2 separate regions of the Bombyx mori genome follow, and region 1 is linked to region 2. The links are chromatin contacts, called in public Hi-C maps. All regions are on one chromosome and are shown on one strand. Each heading gives the region's core, a stretch centred on a gene start, on an enhancer-like site or on the middle of the called end of the contact. The rest is flanking DNA. Distances are from core to core; before and after follow the strand shown. Region 1 overlaps LOC101740483. Region 2 overlaps LOC101740483.

Region 1 (4,743 bases), core at 996-3,495, 37 kb after region 2:
AGAGCGAGATCTTTCCTTTATTGGCATCTCAGAAGTGACATTACAATATATAACCGTCCCGCCTATTTCTGCCGTGAAGCAGTAATGCGTTTCGCTTTGAAAGCTGGGGTGGGTAGCCGTTGTACTTTAAAAACTGAGACCTAAGAACTCATGTCTCGAGGTGGTTGGCGGCATTTACGTTGTAGATGTCTACGGGCTCCGGTAACCGCTTAACATCAGGTGGGCTGTGAGCTCGTCCACCCATTTAAACAATTAAGTTAGCATTTCCTTTGTCAATTCCAGCCGCTGTGGAAAGGAAGTCAGCTGGCCGCCACGCCCACGCCCATCGCCCGCCCGCCGCCCCTCATCACCGCGGACCCCTCGCTCATGATGTTCTCCACCAGCCAACCAGGTAACAACGCCTAATGGTGTCGACCTATGAGCCAATAAAAATCTATACTAATATATAAATCTACAGTGATTTTTACGGATGTTCCGTTATGACTACTGAACCATGCATCCGATTGACTTGAAACTTAGTATCCACGTAGAAAATACATGTACTTAATGGATAGGCTAATATTTATGAGTGTTGGATTCCCTACACCAGTTGCGGGGGCGTTAATGATGAGAATCTTTGCGGGGGTGAGAAATAATAATGTTAATTTTAAATGCCCAGCGAAGCGGACGGGTACAGCTAGTTATATATTATCCGTAGTATATTATACGTAGATTATCCAAAACTTTTCTAACATATTGAAGGGTGAAAGGCTGGTATAAGCGACATTTATCTTTGTAATTAAAGATCCGTTTTATTCAGTATCAGCATCAGTTCGGTATCAGAACGATGGTTCCAGTTCGATGGTTTTTAATTGAACTTCAATTAAGCTTACTCCGTTCAAATAGCTGAAGAAAGTTTTTCTATAAAGTAAAGACTTGAATGTAAAGTTTTAAAAATGTCGCTTAATCCAGCTTTCCTTTCAGCCTTCGATATAACAAACAAAACTTTGATACGTACGTTACTTTCTGTACGTTTACTGAACTCCTCCTAAACGGCTGGACCGTTTTGAATGATTTTTTTGTATGCATTTGTGTGGCGCCCTGGATGGCTTAGATTCACTAATCGGTCCGTCAGACGGCGCTGCAGTCGGTATCTAGGTTATTTATCTTTCTTAGAAATAATTTATATGGCAAGATAACGTTTGCCGAGCCAGCTAGTATAACTATAAATTTAATAGGAGATTATCAGCAATGTAGGTGAAGTCAATTAATTGTATCAAGTATGTGCTTTATTAAGAATAACTCAAAAATTACTGTTTTGTTTTTATTGGTATATTAAAAATATTTATATACACACATTTCAACATTATTATCGGATTGCACTTTATAGCACTGGTATAGTAGTGTATTCCGTGGGGCGACACGGGTAGGTAACCCTGTTCTGCCTATAATTACCACGAAACATTCCTGCATTCCAGTTTGAAGAGTGAGGAAATCGTTAGATATTACAATTAAGATTTAGACACGCTGTCACTTTGAGTATTGTTTGATTGTATACAGTAAAATTAAAATAATTCATTCTCCATCGGTACAGTGTACAACATTAATATTATACTATGGTTTCCAGAAGCACCGTCTCCGCAAGCGACCAAGTCGAAGAAGTCCAAGAAGAAGGCGAAAAAGAACGCCACCGAACTTCCCGAGTCCCGGGACGGCACCAAAATGGTGACGCTGAGGAACCCGATGTTCCACCCGGACCTGCCGCCCGTGCAGATCAGCGCCGAGCCGCAGCAGCAGAAGAGCGAGCTGCGGATACCGGAGCCCATACCCATGCCGCCGGCCGCCTGCCAGGCAACCATCACGCCCACCTCCAACGGGATGTACACCATCCGGAACCCGCTCATGTCGATGATGCACCAGCAGCGCGCGCCCCACCCCCGCCCCGACCAGCTGCACGACAGGATGCTCAGCCTGTCCTCCTTCACCCAGGGCAACGACGAGGGGTACTCGCTGTTCAGGAGCAACGACGAGGGGAGGCTGAGGAGCTTCCCCCGGCCGGAGTCCAGGCTAGAGACGAGCCCCAACCCGATCGGCACGCGCCCGGAGTCCAACGGTGCGTCTCTATTCGCCAACCAGCGCCCGGACCCGGTGCGCGCGGCGGACTACGCCGGCCCACTCTACACGCCCTTCGGTCAGGAGGACGGGAATCTGTTCCGGAACGCCCTCTTCACGGACTCGAGGGACGCGCCCGACCTCAAGGCGGACGACCCCGGACAGCACCACCTGGCCAACGGTGACTCGCTGCCGTACTTCCAGCGCTTGAGGGTCGGCTCGAAGCTGAACAGCGAAATATCCGTTCATCACGTCAGCGATTCCAAGTTCTTCAAGACTCCGGTTAGTACTGAATTTAGTTTCGTAGCTATTTTACTGGTTAGCCCATTTATCGAGGAATATATAATATGACATCATGGTAAGACCAATACAAGCGGAGCAACAATAAAGAATGTTTCAAAATATGGGTTTAAATAGCTCTGTAACATTCTATAATTTAAAATATTTTCACTTTCTACGTAAATGGAGTTGGGGGATAAAATTTAGCGTTACGCCAAAGTAACTATCCCACGCAGACGAAGTCGCGGACAAAAGCTAGTATTTATATATATTATACTATATTTAGCGTACCTATGTGTTTTTGGATAGTATTATTTTGTCTGTCAGAGTAAGTTCAGAAAGAGGTAAATTGAGATATACGCTATTTAATTATTTATTTATTCTTAAATATTGTACACTTGGTGAAAACTTATTTACGAAGCTCTGCTGAAGTTTTACAGATGGTAGGACCTCTTGTGAGTCCGCACAGGTAGGTACCACCGTCCTGTCTATTTCTGCCGTTAAGCAGTAATGCATTTCGGTTTGAAGGGTGGGGCAGCCGTTGTTACTTGAGACCTTAGAGCTCCAGTAACCACTGGACACCAGGTCACCCTTCAATGTGTTTACCGGATATCACAATCCAAACTAATGAAATTCAAGTTGCGATGATTGTTCACTTGTTACAGGACGGGAGCCCTGTGGAGGCGGCGCCCCTGGACGACCCTCGCCACGTGTGGCCCGACGCGATGTACCCGCACGCGCAGCCAGGTCGGTGGGCCGCCAACTCCGTCAGTGTAGACCATCGACGAGACTTTCGCGAGAACGCGAGGAGTAAAGTTTTGTGATTTGTTTTATTTTGTCTATTTAGTGTTTCTTCAGATTTAAATGTGTAATAACGGTGGTTCATTAACTGTTTAATATCTTTGAAAGTGCACAAATGTGGGAAAATGAAACAAAGCCGCCGGACGTAACTTATCAGGATTAACTACTATACTTTACTACTATTATACTATATTATTATATTATAGTACTATTACTACTATAGTAACTTATCCTTCGAAAAGTCCACTGAACAAAATCTCTGTAAATGACCACCATTTTACTGAGATTATATTTCATCCCAGTCAATTAATCATCTTCATTTCCTTTCATTACACTCCATAATAACATTTTTGTACTAAAAACGAAATGAAATGAAATGATATGGGATGAAATATAATTTCAGTAAAATGGTAGTAATTTACTGAGATTTTTTCAGTGGACTTTTTGGAGGATCCCGAATATTAACGTTCAGCGGCTTTAATTTCCCCACATTTGTGCACTTTTACAGATACTAAACAGTTAATAAACCACCGTTATTACACATTTAAACCTGAAGAAACAATAATTAGACAAAATTAAACACATCACACAACTTCACTCCTCGCGTTCCCGCCAAAAAGTCTACCGTTGTATTTAAGTATTTCAATAGAATAATTAATACGTGCGGGATTCGAACAACTGGTACAGTTAAGGTCTGCACTTGTGGAGGACAGTATCGGTGTGACCACGGTTAACTGTATCGCTAATTAATGACTTGTAATGCTTCCCCCAGACGCGCCCCCCCCGGTCCCCCCGCGCGGCTTCGGTCCGGTGGGGCACCCCCCGCCCGGCGCCGGCCACGAGTCCAGCGTGTTCCTCCCCGACGCCTCGATAACCAACTTATCATCGCTGGACCTGTCCGAACGAGAAATCGAGAGCTTCAAGCGCTTCGAGTTCTACTTCGAGCCGCCCCAGCACAAGCCGAAGGTCTGCCTGGACGTGAGGGACATCGCGAACGCACTGAAACACAACAAACTCTAGTCGCTTACCGTCGCCCGCGCTGTCCGCACGTCCCGTGACGTTTTAATAACTGACGCGACTCTTTAGATGTTAAGTCGAATGTTATAAATACATTTCCATGTATCATTTGTTGTTTTATTTGGTTTTTACTGGTTCGTACTAAAAGGCGCGCGGGAATTCAACACGTGTGACGTCATTTGAGGCTAAAATATATAAACAAACTATACTCAGATTATTTATGAAAACAAGGCCTCACTTATATATTTTTTTCCTACTTATTCGCTGGTAGTTTAAAGGGTTATTCTAGCTACCAACTAGCCCTAGCAAGAGCAGTGCTTCGCAGAATCTACCACCGGATCGGAAACGCGACCCACTGAGAAGATCGGGCGAGAAACTCATTGGGCTGTCTGTGGGTTAATCTTTGTCATAATCGACCAATGTGTTGAATTTCTTAATTATCTCTAAAATTATACATTTAAAAGACAATTTATTTATTTGTCTTTTCAGTTGCATCATTAAATTCGACAATTAAAGTCACAGGAACTAATTTCAATTTTTATTGATGGTAGGAGG
Region 2 (4,624 bases), core at 1,812-4,311:
ATGTAAACTTATCCATATGTAAAATGTATCAAACTATTTCAGATACTATTAGTTCGTTATATGTGATATCAAGGGTCAAAGTTAACAAATCTTTTTTTTTTTTAAATAGGCGGTAGTTTGCACGAAAAACATCTCAGTCGGCTACGGCCTTTTTGAGTTGCTGAAGATGCTTGAATATAACTTTTCTTTATCTTCCAGTTGCTGGCTTCAGCGGAGGAGAACGCCCGCGACAGTAATCCTTTAGCTGACGAAGTTCCCTTGCAGCCTCATCATGCGTAAGTTTTCCTTGCCTTATGATGCTATTGTGCGGGAGTAAACTTAAATTAAAAAGGTCGAACAATTGATGCTCATACCAAATTAAAGGGACCTTTAATTACGAAGATAAATGCCTCTTAAACCGTTCATTCCTCAATATGCTCTCATACCACTTGTTTCTTCAGTTGTTCCAGTACATCCATCTACCAATTACAAATCACTTAACTCATTCTTGCTTTCTGATACATCTAGCATGCTCATCTACCATTCAGATAGATTATAAATCCCACAGCTATGTATATGACTGAATATACATATGGCTTGGCTCTGCCCCTGGCATTGCTGAAGTCCATGGGCGACGGTAACCACTCACCATCAGGTGGGCCGTATGCTCGTCTGCCTACAAGGGCAATAAAAAAAAAAAAAAAAACTTCGTATTTCATTTTCACCGGCTTCGGGATGTCCCATTGACTTGTAAATTTTCACACACACCAAGAATATATAACTTCACAATAATTATATCACTTTGGCCTAATATAGGAGACAGCTAAGATAAAATAAAATATTTTTGTTTTTTTTTTAGTCCGACTTGCTATTGTGACTCATATTATACACTTTTTTCGTTACAGTCTGTCTCACATGGATTCGTTTGAGTTCGAGGAGCCGCCGGTGTCGCCTGATGAGGAAGCAGCCCTGCTTCACTACATATGCGGTCTGTATATACATAAATATAAATATCTCTCTCTATATAAATAAAAATACACAAACGCGTGTATAAGAATACATACATATCATACATATGATACATATGTTGCATATATATGAAAAATAAATCTCATTCACATGTTTCTAGAATGCATACATATTAGAAACATGTGAATGAGATTTCGATGAGAGAGAATTTTTTCGGCATAAAAGCTAGACTATGTTTGTATCATGTCTGATGTCATAAAGGATATCTTCAAATTACCTAATTATGGATGTTAAATGTAATTAATGTTAAACGTTCATGGAAGAAGGCCCTTGAGACAGAAATCCAATGCGCTGGTTGATACCTATTTTTTTGTACCCCTTAGTCTAGAATGCCATCCGTGCAGCTGATGATAGACAGGCCTAGCTCAGAATATCCCAGGAGAAAGTTATTAGCCACGACCCTCAGCATTGTGGATTATCAACGCAAATAGGAGGGGGACGCTAAATTAAAGCTTTAAGTGCTCAAGTGTAAGCTCGCGCTGACATTGCAGAAGCGGAAACGGATGTAGCGGTGCGCGAGTTCGAGCCGGTCCCGGAGTGGCTGCTCGGGGTCTACCACTCCTGGTGCGAGATCAGCGCCCTGGTCTACACGCTCATCGGTGCCGACATGTGAGTACTCGGCATGTGTAGGTAGCAGGGCCAGTGACCATGAGCGAGAAGTCTGCGTCCGGATCTTAATGTATACTAATTTTCCTAAGTTAATATTTGTAGGGCTATTCTGCCTATTTCAGTCGAGATAGGTTTGACAGATAAGTATAAAAATAAACAATCAGTCTATTGACCAATGCTACTTCCATTTGATTTGTCAGTATTCATGACGAAAGGAAGATCTTCCTTTGAGCCGGTGAGATTGCACAATAGACAGACTGTCTGAATGTTTTTTATTTTTTCTTCTTTCCTAATTATGCCGCTTACCTCGAGCGGTTATACCAGCATCACTGAGCGAGTAGGTGGGCTCACGGGGCGTTAACCTGAAGATGTTGCTAACACTAGCCCTAGCAAGAGCAGTGCTTCGCAGAATCTACCAGAGAATTGGAAACGCAACCCACTGAGAAGATCCGGCGAGAAACTCAGTGGGCTGTGTCTGTGGGTTAATCGAATGATGTTGTTCGGAACTTGTATATATGTAAGCCTATCTTAAAATTGTCCCAAGCGAGATTCAGGCATCTATCATATATCTCGTGTTGTCATATAGCTATCTCTCTCTAGCTCTGGCGTCACACAATTTTTTTTATTGTCCTTGTAGGCAGACGAGTATACGGTCCACCTGATGGTGAGTGTTTACTGTCGTCCATGGACCTTAGCAATGTCAGGGGCCTAGCCAGGCCGCTGCCTATCGCTTAGATGTCTTAAGATACTTAAATTTGTACATTTTGTACTTCAGGTCCGTGGAGCGAGTGTCTGAGGACTGGGTGTACCGCGCGAGGTTCGGGTGTCACTGCCGCCTGTGCCTCTGCACGGCCAACAACAGCGCCGCTCTGGCAGTCTTCATACGAGACCTGGTCTGGTCGCTGGCGCACGGTACGCCGTCTATATATATATATACTAGTCTTACTGGTGGTGTTAGGACGTCGTCGTGGCCTAAAGGATAAGACGTCAAAGACTTTAACTTCTTTAATCACAGATTTCGCTAAAACAAATAATATTAAAGAAATCAATATTAATCTATTCTCCACTTGACCACAGGCTTTAACAATAAACAAAATATAATAGTCTTTAAGAGTGTGTGTGTGAGAAATACATGTTAGTTGTGTAATGTTTTCTTTGTTGGTTAATTTATTTTGTATGCATTATTTTTAAAAAAATATTAGCACTGTGCACTCGTCTATATTTTCTATAAGTGTGGGAAATTACATACTCCTCCGTCTGCATAATTTTGGTAAAAAGGGGTACACAGTTTTTGCTTCATGTAATAATATATAGATAATATATAGTTAATTTCTACTCTCACGCCCAAGCTAATAAATTTTATTTTGTTTCACATTAATTGACAGATGGCCTTACCTTACCTAGCTGACCTGAACCTTAAATATAATATTGTAATGCATCTGAATCCAGGTGGATTGAGCGCTGCTGCGGTCGGCGTGGTCAGGTCGCTGGGCGTGCAAGCGGGACAGACCACGTGCCATCTCGCTCACTGGGACCTGCCCAGACTGAGGGCCGTCCTCATGTCCCACGAGGACGGTAAGTGACCTGAAGGTGGCTGAAAATGTGTAAAATACATTTCTGATGATTTTTCATCTGAACACTTATCCTTGTTGTTTCAAGCCACGAGCAACGCCGGTAAATCTGCTATGTAATCAATTACTGGCAGTTTACGGACGCAAATATTTCTTTATCTTGAGAAAATTAAACGTATATGATACTGGTGGTAAGACCTCTTATGAGTCCGCACGGGTAGGTACCACCACCCTGTCAATTTCTGCCGTGAAGCAGTAATGCATTTCGGTTTGAAGGGTGTGGCAGCCGTTTTAACTATACTTGAGACCTTAAAACTTATATGTCTATGGGCTCCAGTAACCACTTAACACCAGGTGGGCTGTGAGCTCGTCCACCCATCTGAGCAATGAAAAAAAAAACTTTTTTGCTTATAAATTTTACGCCGGGTACATTTAGTACAAATACCATCATGTATTACGTCTTATTGATATTGGATGAAGGGTGCCGAAGGATGCCGAAGCACGAGGCACTTCTACAGGCGTTAGTATTGTGTGTCTCCTTAGAACTTCAATACATTTGTTACGAAACACCGTCAGATTTGGACCGCTTATACGTACCTGTCTAATGGTGCGCTAGTAATTGTTGATGCCGCAACCGACCGAGCATGTCTGTATGTTTATCTGGGGTGACGTGTTTAATCGTCTGTGACGTCACTGTTTCGACTGTCACTGTCAATCGACTTTGGATAGTTCAGCGACTGTGACATACTTCAAACTGGAACTAGTGAACGCTTTTAAATGTGAATATCGGTAATGTTTAGTTTCGGGTTTGGTTACGTAACTGTCAGTATTTTGCAAGATGTTATAATATTATATAATTTGCCATTAATTCATACATAATTCAACTAATAATTAAAAAATCCATTTATTTTCAATGTCGTCCCTATGAAAATCAATTTTGTGATAATAATTTTCACTAATAAGATTATCGTTTAGTTGTTTCTTAAAATGAAAATCGTCTTAGTCTCTTTGCTGTGTATAAAAAAAAAGTCTAATTCCAGCCGGAGCTACCATTGTGTACGAGCAGTTGATACGTCTGGCAAAGGAGAGCAAGACAACAGAACAGATAGTCGACAAGATATGTCTGTGTCGAAGCTACGATCAGCCAATGGACAAAGAGTGCGTATAAATTTATATATGTATGTCAGGGAATGGTATTGTTATTGAAAATTTAATGAGTATTGTGAAGCGACGATACTACGAATTCGAGTGTGGTCCACGGTCCGCACGTAGGCTGGGACCAGATTTGAAAAACAAGAGTTAACATGGTGACTGCCATGTATGTAGGTCATTGGTGCTCTACGTGGCGCACTAAAGTAATTATATCGGTTTCTCTTTTCGATCATGTTACTAAAGCACGGAATATCTAGTAGACTCTGGGAAAAATGAATCTGAAG

The links. Hi-C and Micro-C count contacts between places; a contact is called where the count stands out from the background.
Region 1: a contact with region 2 is called in a Hi-C map of middle silk gland, with 2.0 times the contacts expected there. The contact joins two enhancer-like sites. A contact is called at or near these places in 2 of 7 Hi-C or Micro-C datasets (middle silk gland and whole pupa).

The regions. Positions count from the first base shown.
Region 1 is chr11:1,918,451-1,923,193 of ASM3026992v2, forward strand. It overlaps LOC101740483, which reads left to right. Exons shown (of 44, transcript XM_038013735.2): 41 at 283-391; 42 at 1,607-2,373; 43 at 3,036-3,117; 44 at 3,944-4,296. The coding sequence ends at 4,191. Among protein-coding and RNA genes, the nearest start is that of LOC101736607, 22 kb to the right of the region's middle. Within about 2 kb of position 2,246, at least 5 of the 8 cell types and tissues checked have open chromatin away from gene starts, as enhancers often do.
Region 2 is chr11:1,880,585-1,885,208 of ASM3026992v2, forward strand. LOC101740483 reads left to right here. Exons shown (of 44, transcript XM_038013735.2): 6 at 199-275; 7 at 885-967; 8 at 1,500-1,617; 9 at 2,393-2,529; 10 at 3,067-3,192; 11 at 4,229-4,346. Among protein-coding and RNA genes, the nearest start is that of LOC101740483, 11 kb to the left of the region's middle. Within about 2 kb of position 3,062, at least 4 of the 8 cell types and tissues checked have open chromatin away from gene starts, as enhancers often do.